Regions from separate parts of the Mus musculus genome. Here region 2 is linked to region 1. A link is a contact called in public HiChIP or PLAC-seq data. All regions are on one chromosome and are shown on one strand. Each heading gives the region's core, a stretch centred on a gene start, on an enhancer-like site or on the middle of the called end of the contact. The rest is flanking DNA. Distances are from core to core; before and after follow the strand shown.

Evidence for each region. HiChIP or PLAC-seq counts read pairs in DNA pulled down with a chosen protein or histone mark.
Region 2: a contact with region 1 is called in an H3K27ac HiChIP or PLAC-seq map of VIP interneurons, with 6 times the contacts expected there. The contact joins the promoter of Tent4a here to the enhancer-like site in region 1. A contact is called at or near these places in 9 of 39 promoter capture datasets (the 3T3-L1 cell line, cranial neural crest, embryonic stem cells and 4 more), 5 of 484 Hi-C or Micro-C datasets (the G1E-ER4 cell line, the N1E-115 cell line, cortical neurons and 2 more) and 12 of 115 datasets of contacts at active chromatin or transcription factors (VIP interneurons, bone marrow-derived macrophages, craniofacial prominence and 4 more).

The regions. Positions count from the first base shown.
Region 1 is chr13:68,605,173-68,612,210 of GRCm38.p6, reverse strand. 1700001L19Rik (RIKEN cDNA 1700001L19 gene) reads right to left here. Exons shown (of 3, transcript NM_027035.1): 2 at 934-1,050. Among named protein-coding and RNA genes, the nearest start is that of Gm34903, 4.9 kb to the right of the region's middle. Within about 2 kb of position 4,445, at least 48 of the 459 cell types and tissues checked have an H3K27ac peak or open chromatin away from gene starts, as enhancers often do. A contact at or near this core is called in the N1E-115 cell line, VIP interneurons, cortical neurons and 4 more, where this site is marked.
Region 2 is chr13:69,529,666-69,536,703 of GRCm38.p6, reverse strand. Tent4a (terminal nucleotidyltransferase 4A) reads left to right here and starts at 2,840. Exons shown (of 13, transcript NM_198600.2): 1 at 2,840-3,216. A930018O16Rik reads right to left here and starts at 2,389. Exons shown (of 1, transcript XM_011244606.3): 1 at 1,253-2,389. The coding sequence starts at 2,389. The coding sequence ends at 1,508.

The sequences.
Region 1 (7,038 bases), core at 3,196-5,695:
TCAAACAGTGTGTCATCAGAGCCACTTTCTTCTCATCAGAAAACAAGAATTTCAATTCAGATGCAGAATGCAACGACATAAGCAAATTTTAAAATCCTATGACCATGAAATAAGTGATACCATGTGCCTTTATCACTTAACTCCAACTCAAGAGTGCTGAGCGGGGCAAGATGGCATGAGCTAGCCGCCTCAGAACAAGCACCTTCTTTGGAAACATTGGGGGGATCAAAGCAGAGCTGCACCCCATATGGTGGGGACTTGAGGATTAGACTTGGGGTAAATAAAGACCAGCGTCCCTAGAAATGCTGTTGTAGCCAGGGCTCAGTGGGCAAGTGAGTAAGGACTCCTGTCTATTGAAAAGAGCTTCCTAATTTTACTCTCCTTAAATTATCCAATTCCCTAGAACAAATCAGAAAATTTAATGCAAAAATGGAGTCACAGTACAGAAGCATGTTAACTTCTCAGCACAATAAAATAGATGTCAGACACATAAATTAAGCTACAGAAAGCATACAGAACACAGTGTCAAATATTTGCAAGTGGTCACATATACACACATCAGCACATATACATACATGCAAATATATACATATACAAGCCTGTGCTCGTGTACATATATGAAATACATGTACATATGTGCATAGATATCTGCATGTTCTCACATTTCATACATATAGAGATGTGAAAATGTATACACAGGTACACATACATACACACATATATATTTAAACATTCAAAATATACACATGTATGCACATGAACACACATAATACATATGTGTAACCAATATATATGTATATGCATATGCACATATGTAAATATGTATATATTTGTGCACATACATTCACACTGTATGTGTGTATATGTGTATGCATGGGTACGTTCACATGTGCCCAGCTTTGACAGTCTGTTAATATCATTATCATATCTTACCTCCTCATTAATATGGAGCCCCAGGTTCTTTGCATGTTCTCTGTCATCTCGGTGTAATTTCTGGTTATAATCTAGTCTCCTCTTAAAAACACAGTCATAGAGGGAGACAATCCCTGTCTGGGAATAAACAGAGAGAGTCACGGGTGTGTTTGAAGGATGAGGCAGTGATATCTGAAACAGCACTGAAACCAAGACTCTGCAGTGGGGACTGAAGAGTGTAGAGTTTCCTTCATGTGAGCAGGCACTGAGGAAGCACACACACACACACACACACACACACACACACACACACACACACACACACACACATACACACACACATACACACACACACACACACACACACACACACACACACACACACACACACACACGCATGGCAGACCCAGCTGTGAACTGGAGCAGAAAGGAGCTCAGACCCCACCAGCAAATGCAGTAAATGCAGTGTGTTGAGGACCAAGTCTGACTGCAGATGTTCAATAGCACCTCTTTCTGGCCCTCCAGTATTCCTCCTTGAGATATTCCTCAAAGTCTGTCCCCTCCGACACTGCTGCAAGAGTTCAGACCTCAGCCGTGGCTCAAGTGGCCGTGAGGAAATAGTGTGGACCAAGAAGTTCATAAACAAAATATGTTTCTCAGTTTAGAGGCTGGACACCCACGATCAAGGTGTGGGCAGACTCAGCGTCTGTGGAGAGCTGATTTCAGCTTCATATGCAACACTGCTGTGCAGCACCATCACAAGGGAGAAAGACCACAGAGGCTCATTCAAATTTCTCTGGAGGCACGAAACCTGTTCGTGAGGGCACCACCCTCAAGACCTGCTCTCAGAGTGTCTAATATTACAGCCTTGTTCTGCTCTGAAAACTCAGCAGTAACAGGATGCTATGACAATACAACCAAGCAGCAGTCATCCTTCGAATGGCCAGTGGTCAAATTGCCTATATTCAAACCTACCTCTTGAGAGACAAAAATATTTTTCTTAAGCCCTCTGTACAGCTATAGGACTTTGAAACTGATATCCATGAGTATGTGTAATATGCCTACATATATAACATAAGCATGCATTTACACAGACCTAGATGTACATACACACAGCTTAGATATTCTGGAAGAGGACCTGTTAATATAACTATGTTCTGTAGATCTCTGCATCTCTTCCTCACCTTTTTCTTAATCAATCTGCTCGTGTGGTACCCAGCAGAAGAAGTAATATGTGGGTTAGGTGGTATTTAACCAGCATCTCACGCATCAGGCTTGGGTTTGTTGCTCTAGATGTCCCGATTCCCTCAGCAATGAAACCAGACTTGGTTTATCTGTGAGACTGGAGGTGATCACCTGCTGTCTCACTTGTGCTACGGTGGTTTGGTTTGGGTGTTTGTTTTTCCTAATAGTGATACTAAAATGATTCACTCTGTGGGACAGAGACAAACTAGTGTGTGGAAAGAATAAATGCACACGGATGTTGAGGGGACTGGAAAACACTTGTTTACCGAGTGCAGGAACCCAGCGTTCTGGCAGTGATGGGAATAGCTAGCAATGCAGCATCAAGCAATGAGGGCACTCATGGACTGACCACCAGGTAGACTTTGATCAGCTCAAATCTGGTAGAACCTGATGTATCTACCATCCAGTGAAGGAGACAGCATGGTTTTTAAGAATTGCAGTTCCAGGATTTCTAAGAGTTTTGCCAGATATGCAGGGAACTTTCCCTCACTGAGAGTATCCCAGCTTCACTAAATTCAGCCATTCCTGGTCTGTCACTGGAGGCAGTGGCTTCTCTCTCTGCATCACAGCTCTCATTAGCGTGTTTGCACCACCTGCCCTGGGTTGTGTCTCCTGATCAGGTAACACATGATCTAGACAGGGCTGTGAGAAACACTAACTCCGTGAAGAATTGACTAAATTCAGCATTCAGTGCTATAACATCAACTAGTTCTTGTATCTTCACATTACACTGTAGCCAAAAGTAAATTCTAGAGGAACTAGGAAAATAAAAGCAAAAGAAAGCCCATGAGGGCCCTCCCACGCATAAAAGCAATAAGGAAAATGTCACAAAGAAAACATCAATCACTTTGACTCTCTAAAATAGGCATTTGCTTATCAAATAAATCTAAGTTTCTTTAAAAACCCATTTTAAGTCGTGACAAAGAAATCTCAGTCATGAACACTCAGTGCAGATCTGTTGCTGCAGAAGCTGATGGCCTCCAGCCCTCACAGGCAGAGCAATGCTTTCTGGGAGAAACAGAAAGGACCCTTCAGTAGCACAGAGGAAGTTCAAACTTGGCACCCACTCTGCAGGAGTGGTGGGCCCATCCCTCTTCTAGGCCTTTTGAGGCATAAAGCTACTGGCTAAGCTGGGGAGAGGCCCACAGCAAGACAGCACTAACCTGAACGCCCACTGTAGTGTGTGTGTGTGTGTGTGTGTGTGTGTGTGTGTGTGTGTGTGTGTGTACTTCTGTGTGAGTGAATGAATCCATATATGGAAAGGTGGAGTTGTACCAAGCTGTCTGTAGGCCAGTAGAGGGCATCAGATCTCTTGGAGATGGAGTGATGGACACCTGTGAGCCACCTGATATGGGTGACACCTGTGAGCCACCTGATGTGGGTGACACCTGTGAGCCACCTGGTGTGGGTGGTAGAAACTGAATTCAGGTCCCTTGGAAGAACAGCAAGCACTTTTAACTACTGAGTCATCTCTCTCTTAAGCAATCGGATGGTAGTTAGGCATATGGTCTGGTCTCAGTTTTCTGTCTGCAAGCCCTCCTGCCCTGGCTATCCCTGTGCTGTCTGTAGGGTAGAAGGAGGTCAGCCACAGCTGACAGCATGAAGGACGAACCCTTGTGATCAAGTTGTTCTCTTCTAACCGCTGAGGACCGTATGCAAAAGTAGGCGTGGGCGGTCTTCCCCATCCCACGCCCAACAGTGCTCCCACTGGGCGTGTAGTCTGCTCAGGTAATGGGAGCCGCAGAAGAGGGGAAGCACCAACAGTAAGGAAACAAACTGCCAGGAAGGGAACAGTAAGGAAACAAACTGTGCTGTGTTTCTTGCCTCGAGCTTTCGGCCAGGCCACCCCTCCAGAGTGGGGTGGGTTCTGCTAGGGGGCGGAGCTTATCTGAGAAGGAGACCCAATGACAGAAGAACAGATTCAAGGAGAAAGGGGGCTTGTAATCACTGTTACAGATGCTCCACGTCACAGAAACCTATTGCAATATGCAACTTCCCAGGAGAAACGAAAAAACAAAGCAAAACAAAACAAAACAGTCTATTGGTTTTCATTTTAACGAGGTCTCCTAAAACTCTGTAAATAGGAGCAGCTAAGAGTCTATGCTGCCTCCTCCCAATTCCAGGGCGTTGCGAGCGCCTGGGCCATGTTGATCTGGATTAGGAAGCTCACTGCTTCTGGGCAAGGGCTGATGAAAACCCAGGAGCTCCCAGCCCCACCCTACCAGCCCGCCCCATCCTACCCTTGCCGCGTGTGTGCTGCATATTCAGAATGTTCCAGAGGGGGGAAAAAGGATGAATTTTTCTACTGCTGAAGAATAAGACTAAAAGGAAAAAAATTACTAGCAGACGGGCAGCCTCACAGAGCAAAACACTATCCGTCTCCTGTGTCTGAGCTGAGCCGAAGTGTGTCTTCCATTACAGAGCTTTCATCTTTTGTTCTTGTATTCCTTTGTGGCTTGAAGCAAGATGATTTTAATAAAAACCAATCGGGACTGAGATGCTATCACAACACAGACTTGGTGCTGCACAATTAAAATCTCTCAGATTCACCTGCCTTTCTCTGGAATTTAGCTTTAAAAAAAGAGCAAAACAGAAAATATTAACTTGTGACCTCTGCCTTTGTCTGCTTGCATTTTGAGCATTGCTTAAACATGGAAACGGTGTGTGCTACATGTGACATCTGATGTCCTGCCTTCAGTTTACCTCTTGTGCTTTCAAATCCTGTTACTGAGTAGTCTCTAGCCAGTTGAGTGTGTGGATGTCATCTGCTCAACGGTTGTCTGTGTCTTCCATTCCCATGTTTTACTGGGTCTGTTCCTTCTGCAGTTTGGGAAATAATTCAGCTGTGGAGATTTGATATCCATTGTTAGGTATTAAAAGGGCTGGACTTGATCTGAACACATTGCAAGAGGTGGTGCCTTCCAAGATGGCTGACTTTAGGTGAGGTTATCAGGGCAGTCTGGTCGCTCTATACTGAGTGAGACAGAGAGGCCATTGTGTTCAGTCCCAGCCTCTCAGAGAGCCATGCTCCACTGCAGGGAGCATGCTCCTGGCCTCTCAGTGTGCTCTGACTGCTCCAGGATGCTCAGCCAGTGAGACCATTAGTACCTGTGGTTTCTGGAAACTTGAGAACCATGACCTAAATAAACATTTTCTTTATAAGACACATAGCCTTGGGTATTTCATTGTAGTGATGGAAAATGAGCTAAAAATAACTCTAAGGGGCCATTTTAGGCTCCAGGACAGAAATGGAGGGCCCTCACTTTAAGTGAGACTATAGTCTGAGCCTAGGAAAAACACACACATACAAATATATAAAAATAATAAAATGCTAAAATATTACAAATAAAATGACAGCATGGAAAAATGCAGTGGCTTAAAAGAAGGGATGCTAAGCTCTTGTGTGCTCTGAGCTTGTAGACGTGGTAACGATCTGTGTGCTCTGGTTTTGTGGACATACCTTGGCATCTCTGATAATCACACAGCTAGCTACTACAGCTAGAACTCTGGAAAGCAACTTCTCAGGTGCTGTGGGTTGGGTTTTGTCCTCCAGAAGCCCTCGAGTTGAAGTTTTATACAAGAGAATATGGAATGCTGCCCTGCTCAGAAGCAGGGTTGCTGAAGATGTACTCAGTTAAGGTGATGTCATGCTAGCATAAGACAGCACTATGCAATGTGAATGGTGTTCTCAAGGAGCAGGAATTTGAAATAGAGACATATATCAGGAGAGACGGTCTGAACAGGACAAGAAGATGGCTATAAAGAAACAAAGGTGTTTCCCTCTGAGCCCACAAAAGGGACTGAACATTCCACTCTCCAGGACTCCAAAAGGTAAGTTACCATTGTTTTAAGCCATTAAGCCTGGACCACTTTGTGCTGCCCAATACACTCTACAAAAGCAGCTGTGTTCAGAACAACTGGGAAGCCAAAGTGGGGTTAAATCAGAGGCTACTGAAGCAGGGCCAGAAGCCTAAGGAGCACACTCCTCTGGTAAACTCAATTTGCTGACCACCTGAGTGGAAAACGTCACTAATACACAATTATACTCTACTCCTGACGACACAAGGAATTCCCTTGCTCCTCCCTCCTGCTCCCGCTGCTCCCGCTGCTCCCCCCTTTTCCCCCTCTCCCCGCTCTGCTGCTCCCCCTGCTGCTCCCCCTACCGCTCCCGCTCCTGCCGCTCCTGCTGCTCCTCCTCCTGCTCCTCCTCCTCCTCCTGCTCCTCCTCCTGCTGCTCTGGCTCCTTTAGTGAAGACACGTGACCAGTTCTACCCAATGGAATGTGATCTGAAGCGACCTGTGCCGCCTCAGCCAGAAGTATGGAAGAACCAGCACCCAGAGCCAGGTTGCCTGGAGTGGGAGCAGCCCAGGAGGTGGCTGCTGAGTGATTTAACTGTGCAAGGGCATACTGCCGACCCTACTGGACCTTTTGCATGAGAAACCAAGTCGCTGAGCTCTGTGGGGTTGTTTGTTGCTGCAGCAAAACTAGTCTTGTCCTGACTGATCCAAGTGGAAAGCTCTCCACTTTCCAGAAGTTACACTCTCACACAAATCACAAGCGTGAGGTTTAAAATAAACTGGGACCCAGGTCCTTTCTTTTCTCCTCCTTTTCCTATGACATCAAATATAAACATGTTCTTCTTTATCAGATTGAAATACTTAAATTCTGTGGGAAAGGAACAAAAGAGATGTGCACACTTTCATAATCTTTTTGACAATTTGTCACATGCTTATGCATACATGTGTGTGACAATGTGCTGTGATCACATTCACCGTTACCCTTGTCCATCTTCCTCCCACACTTGTACAAGATGACCCTTTGTACTTCCATGTGTGAATGTGTAGTGTGTGTGTGTGTGTGTGTGTGTGTGCATGTGTGTG
Region 2 (7,038 bases), core at 1,591-4,090, 930 kb before region 1:
CAAAGGAGCATGTTAACTAAAGGCAGTGGCAAAGACAGAGCGTGAGACTATAAAAACCAAGGAAAGCACTCTAAGAAGAAAAAACTGACAGCACAGACGACAGACTCTGGAAGCTGGCAAGGGGACTGAGTGTGCGTGGCCATTCTACTAACACTCGTGGGAGGACCTACCTTCTGTGTTACACCGTCCTAGAGCTGATGTCCAGCAGAGAAGAGGACAACAAGCCTGTCTCTCCTTGGGGGCCTGCCATTCTGACAAAGTAGAGGGAACACAGAAAAACTATATATTGGATAGTCGGTGAAATCAAAACGTGCAGAAGCCCCTCTCATGGGTGCCTGAACAGCCTTGTAAGGAAACAGATATTCACAGATGTTCTCAGGTTATGGTGACATTTCTTAGTGTGTGCCCAATCCAACATACCAGGGGTCCTAAGAAAAGAGGCAGACATGGTGAAAGTGCCATGCAATGATGGAGTCAGGTTAGTGATGTGACTGAACAAGCAGTGCCAAGGAATGCCAAGAATAATAGACACCTGGAGGAAAGCAGGAAGCAGGGTAATTTTCCTTGTACAAACCTTCTGAGACATCATGGCTGCCGACATCCAGAACTGTGGAGGAGCAAACTTGCTTTCTGAGTGCCCGAATCAGTAAAATCAGGGAAAGAAATGGGGAAGCTGTAAGACCCAGTGTAAAAGCTCTGGGGCAGGAGTGTGCCTCACACTTGCTGCTGGTGCGTATGAGGTTTTGGGACAACCTGGAGAAAATGGGGAAAGACTAGGTGGAGTCTGGCAGGTTAGCAAGGCTGTTACATTTTGATCAGTGAGAGAGTAAGCTCCAGTAACATTCTGAGGCGATAGACGATCTGATTTCTTAAAAGTAACAACTTAAATATGTATGCATATATGCGTGGACATATCAGACGCTGGGATCACCGGCTGAGTGGGTTAAAAATTAAAGGGGGCAAAGGAAGGAATATGGGGAAAACACCTGGGAGACAATTTAAAAACAGACCAAAGACGGAGGTGACCAATGAGAAGAGAGGCAAGAATTTGTCTTTGGACAGTAGCAGAGCCAAGAGGAACGAGGGACGGAGGAGGGCAAAGACTTTTGCGCTTTTGCCCAGATCCATTAAAAATTGAGTTCAAACAAGAACTGTTTTTCTTTCCCGTAGTATTTAACACAACACACTCTGGGACAGGGCTTCAGGGCTTGCGTGTACTGTTTGCAATCGTCCTGCCTTGGCCTCCCAAACGCTGGAATTACAGGCACTCGTGACCACACACAAAGCATAGGCTCTGCTCATTGGCTGTGATCTCCACATACACCGGTGGTCAGAAAACGCCAGAGATAAAACATTCATTCGCATTAACGCTACTGACTGAAGGCAGTAAGCACGCTACCTGGCCCTTACTTCCACCTTGGTACAGTGTGAGAAGGGCCAAGTACTTGGTAAGGTTTGCTCCACGGTGGTACAGACCACGAGGGAAGCAGTTCTCTTATGCTCAAAATTAGCGGAGCCCGGATGCAGAGGCCCAAGGACGGCAGAGGCAGAGCGGGCACCCGCTGGGCTGGACCCGCACACCAAACGCACAGGACACCAGAGCTGCTTCCGGCTTCACGGGCCGTGGCGCCCGCACGCGGCGCATGCCAGAGCAGGCGCGTTTGGTGGAGCGCGTTGCGAGCGACGGGCCACGCGTGGCCGGCTCTGCCCAGTCACTCCACCGTACAGAGCACGCGAGGAGAAGGCGGGAGGGCGGGGGCTCGACCCGGTGCAGTCGCAGCGGTTTCGTTTTCCCAGGCGGTCCGCGACCGCAGCACACCAGCCGGCGCGGAAACTTCCACCCGGCACGCTGGCGTGTCTGCGCACGCGCAGCGCGGCCCACACAGCCCAGCGCCGACCCGCACCCGCCCCTCCGGCCCCGCCCTGTCTGTCTGGTCTGCATGCGCCCGCGCCACTGTCTCTCCGCCGCCGCCCGGAGCGCGCAGTGCGCAAGCGCGGTAACCAAGGCGGCGCTGTCTAGTGAGGATTTGAAATCCCCGCGCGTGCGCACTGCGCCGCGGCCCGCGAGGGAGGCCGCGCCCCCGCGCCGCCGCCCCCGCGCCGCCTCCCCGCCCCTCATTGGAGCTGAGGCGGCGGCCCCCATCCCTCTCCGTTCCCGGCCGCCGCCGAGGGCGTCTTTCCGCCGCCGCGCCGCAGGAGCGCCGTGACTGACTGACGGCCCGACGCTCTGGGCCCGCCCCCTCGGCCGGTCACCGCCCCTTCGATGGCCTCTCCCTGCCGCCCGCACGCTACGCCGCCGCCGCCGCGGCCCCCTCGCCCTCCCCGCGCCGCCTGAGCCACCGGGACCGCAGCTGCGCCGCGCGCCCCACCGAGCGCCGCCCGCGCCCATCCGCGCGCACCGGAGCGCGGCCCAGGCCCGTCCGTCCGTCCGTCCGCGCGGCCGGCCCGGGGCGCGGCGGGGCGGGGCGCGGCGGGGGCGGGGCGCGGCGGGCGACGCGGGCCCCGCGGGGGCGGCGCGTGGATGGATCCGCGCGTGGCCTGGATCCAGCCGGAGCAGAAGGGGCCGGCCAATGCCCTGTGGATGCAGATCTGGGAGACCTCGCAGGGCGTGGGCCGTGGCGGCTCCGGCTTCGCGTCCTACTTCTGCCTCAACTCGCCGGCGCTGGACACGGCGGCCGCGCCCGGGGCGGCGGGGCGCGCAGCACCAGCAGCAGGAGGCCCGGGGCCGGCGCCCGCCGCCTCGTCCCCGCCGCCGGCGCCCGGCCCCGCCGCGCTGCCCCCGGCGCTGCTTACCGCGCTAGGGCCCGCGGCGGACAGCGCAAGACGCTTGCACAAGTCCCCGTCGCTGTCGTCGTCGTCGTCCTCGTCGTCGTCCAACGCCGAGTCGGGCACCGAGAGTCCCGGCTGCTCGTCGTCGTCCTCCAGCAGCACCTCGCTCGGCCGCGCCGGCAGCGGCCGCACCTTCTTCAGCTTCGCCGACGGTGCTGCCCACGCACACCCGGGCCCACGCGGCTCCACGCCCGCCGGCTCGCCGCCGCAGCACCAGTTCCACCCGGGTCGGCGGAAACGCGAGAACAAGGCCAGCACGTATGGCCTCAACTACCTGCTGTCGGGCAGCCGCGCGGCCACGCTGAGCGGAGGGGGCGGCCCCGGGGCCCAGGCGGCGCGGCCCGGCACGCCGTGGAAGAGCCGCGCGTACAGCCCGGGCATCCAGGGGTGAGTGCGCCCGAGCCGCGGGGCTGCCAGCGGCGCGGGCACTTTAAAAACTCCGTTGGATCGAGATCCACCAGGCAGGGGGGATTGACAGTTCGGGATGGAGGCCTAGGGCTAGACTAGAAAGTGGTTCCTTTCTTTCCTCTGCTCCAGGGCAGGGAAGCAAGGGCTGGCTGTCAGAGTGGGAAGCGTTTACGCGTGTTCTTTCCTGTAGGCTAAATCCTGTATCTTAGTGTAGTGAGGTTGAATGTAAAAAATTTTTGTTCCCTTTTTTTGAGACAGTAGGTTTTTGGTATTGGTGCAGTTTAGCCATCAAGTGAGGTTTAGAAGTGGAGTCTTGTGTGTGTTGAGGTTACCTCGTACGTTTTAATTTTGGGCAGACGTTCACAGAAAGACCGTCACCTGGGGTTTCTGAAAACCACCTAATAGTACTCAGGTTTTTTTCCTGTGAACTCACAGGAAGGTGTTTTCATTTAAAAATTTTTCCATAAGGCTCAGAGGACCTTAGCGGTTTAATGTCCCCAATGACAGCAAGGTGGGGGTGTTGGTCTGGAATTGCCCCAGGTGAGACTTTTCTAGTATGAAGCTCTTCATTCAACCTATTGGTTGAATTTCTGAACATCTAGAAACAAAATAGTGGTTGTGTAGTCTCAAGACTGGTGAGCTTGATTTGCCTCAGTTCCTGCCGCTCTTAAAGGGCGTCTAACCTCCCCCCCTCCCCCTCACTCCAGGGAGCGACATCCCCAGTTCAAGTCCACCCGGGTGGTTGCTAGGCCCTGGGACTCCTTTGAGGTAACTTCTTAGGGGGCTGTTTGCGGTTTGAGGTCTGTGGGGAACACGGATACTCTTTAAGGGGTTGGGGGTGTTACATAGAAACAGTTGTCCCCTCTGCAACTTGTTTCACCTGCCTTGGATCTTTGGGTCGGGATTCTCCAGCATGCACTACAAATCCAGGAGGAGCCTGGTTTCTTCTGCCAGTTCCCCCGCAGTGCTTGCTTGTAGAACTTTGTGAGACAGGTGTGGCCGTGGACCTACGGGAGGTTTCTGGATTGTTACATAACTGTAATGGACATGGTGTCTGCCGGGAGACGGATCCTAGCCTCTGACAGAGTTCCACTTGGGTACTTAGGCATCAGCAGCATGATCTGCCCCTCGGTGAGAGTTGTGTCCCTTGATGTGGTCTCTCTGGTGGTCTGTAAAGCTGGTCAGCCTCTGTGTGTTCTTCTGTGGCGTTTTGTTAGTATGTGTGCCTCTGTGGGCTAGGTGTGCTTTTAGAGTCTAGCATGGGTGCAGTTGGCATGGGTGGCATGTATTTCTATTGATCCCACAAGCATGGTCCCTTCTTTAAATACCCTCCCTTCCTGGTACAGATGAACATTGCCACCTGGGTATTCATACTTGGCTCCTGTCACCCTACTCCCAAGTCTGTAGTTCTTGATTAGCCGCTGTCCCCCAAGTCTGGGTCTCTCTTCCTATGTCAAGCACATTGTAACCACTCTCTGGAGGAGGATGCTCAGGCAGTCCAAGACTGGGGTCTTCTGTGCACTGTGGCCTAGCCTGTGTCCTTGGTCAGCAGGGTCAGTGGGATGAGGTTCTACCAGCCCCCAACTTTCACGAGAGCCTCCATTACTTCCCCCACCCACCCAAGAGAGATGAAGGCCTGACTCGGTGGTGCTTGGGCTCTGCCACTCTTCTTGCCTGAGCCCTGCCTCAGAGCCCCACTTGCTCACTTTAGGGTTCAAAACCCAGCTAGAGTTTAGCGTTGGATGCTGCCTGGTGACTCTTCCTTTTCTGTCTAGGTGGCATGTGTTGAATGGTGACTCCTGGAGGAGGAGCTTGCTAACTGGCTTGGCATGTGTGCGTGAGAGAGTGCCTCCTGAGAGGGTACCTTGTCTGTTTCCTACTGTGACTGACCTCTCGAGGGGGTGGGAAGGAATTAGTGAACGGGCACCAGTAGAGCTGAGCCCTATATGTTAACAGTAAAGGTGGCTCCAACTATTGCTGGTTGCTCTCACGTGAGCTGATCTTGGATGGCAAAAAAAGGACCTGTCTGAAGCTAGTCTTGTGCTGTGTGGGGCCAGCACCAAGCCTGGCTTAGCAAGAGACACAAGTAAGGTTAAGTGTTGGCTTGAGCGTGGCCCAGTTAACAGTGAGGGGGCCTGTTATGTTAGTGAGAGGCTGCTGAGCTTGCTTTCTGCTGCTGGGGACGTGCCTTTGGGGGACTCCGCAGACCTCCAGAAAGGGTGAGTGGTTTTCTGGTGGGGTGAGAGTCTGGGTCTCTGCCCAGGTGGACACGGGGCACTTGCACCTTTCAGCTCTCTGGGTGGAGTTTGCCCTTGGAAACTGCTAGACTGCTTTCGATCCCGGGTAGGATGAAGAAAGCGGACAGGGCTTAGTGTAATGAGCTTGGGGAGGAGAGAAGGTGAGCCCTGCTATGGGAGCTCCCCTGAGCCCAGCTCTGAAACCTTCCTTGGGACATGGCAGGCATAATGTCAGATGTGCCTCTGCATGAGTTTCTTGCTTAGGATGGAGGCAGGCATGGGCAGGCTCTCTGGGTCCTCCCTCCCCCCTTTAACTAACTCACTGTGCCTTCTGAGTCCTTAACTCTGACCCACAGTGTGATTCCTTAGTCCTGGGCAGTCTCAGTGGCTTTAGAAGCTGCTTTGGGTTAAAAGTAAAGAGCATTCCCCTGGAAGTGAGGATTGGAGTGTGGTCCTGACCTCCCTGGTGTCTTGCAGGAGTGCAGATGGACAGGGGAGGCCCCAGCCCTTGCATACACCTGCAGCCCCATGACTTGAGTTGACTCTGAAGGTTGTGTCCTCCCAGGTGTGCCTACAGTGGGCAGCTTCTCTGCAACTCTCTTCACCATAGTTAGTCTTTGAATGTGTCCTGTGCCCTTGGCGACAGGAGTCCCGTTGTCCGTCTGAAGCCGGAGAAGCCTCCAGTGTCAGCAGTTACAGCTTGGCTGTGACTGATGGTGCTCTCAGGGCTGTGGGGTGATTCCCTCCCAGCTCCATGACTGCTCTTTTTGCTGTTCTCCTGTGAGGGAGTCAGAGCTCGGTGGAGCAGCCAGGTTCCCTCTCCTGCAGCACAGCTCCTGGCTGTTCTGACAGAAGCAGATGGCCTTTCCTCAGAAGGCTCCATTGGGAAGGCACAGGTGAGGGCCCAGTGGGTTGTGCTGTGGAACACAAGTGTAGTCACTGCTATCTCCCTCCCTGTCTTCCAGTGAGCATCAGGGGATGCACGGGAGGGAAGAGGGAATCAGGGAAGCTGTAAACCCCGCCTGTGCAGGTGACAGTGGCATAAGAGGTTTCTTTCACAGAGATGCTCAAGGTTGAAGAGGGAGATGAGAACAGTATACTACACAGAGCTTGTTGTCATATGGACAGTGTTACCTCCTGTGCAACCTTCTCCAACTAAACAGCACCACTCTCTTGTCATGGCCAGTCTCCATACAGAACTGGAAAGGCTAGTGAGATGCTGTCCCGGGCAGCTGAGGGGAGTCCCGGAGAACTGCTGCACCACGGCTTGCTCAGGATGGAGAGCTGATGCTGGGGAAGGCTGCCCAGGAGGACAAGGCCAGTCTTCTCTTAGACTAGAATATTAAGCAGGCTGGCGCAGTCCTTTGGAAAAGAGGCCCTAGGGTTGGGGAGGCCTTGGGTTTGGTTCCTAACACCAAGGAGAAAAGCAATAGAAACAAAGAAACAAACAACCATAAAAATAAAAATGGAGTCCCTGAGTAATTTTGAAGAAAAACCATCTAATGCTCATGCTGTGTAAGTTAAGGAGGGCGGGCATCCGGGTGTCCTGGCGTCTGGGTGTCCT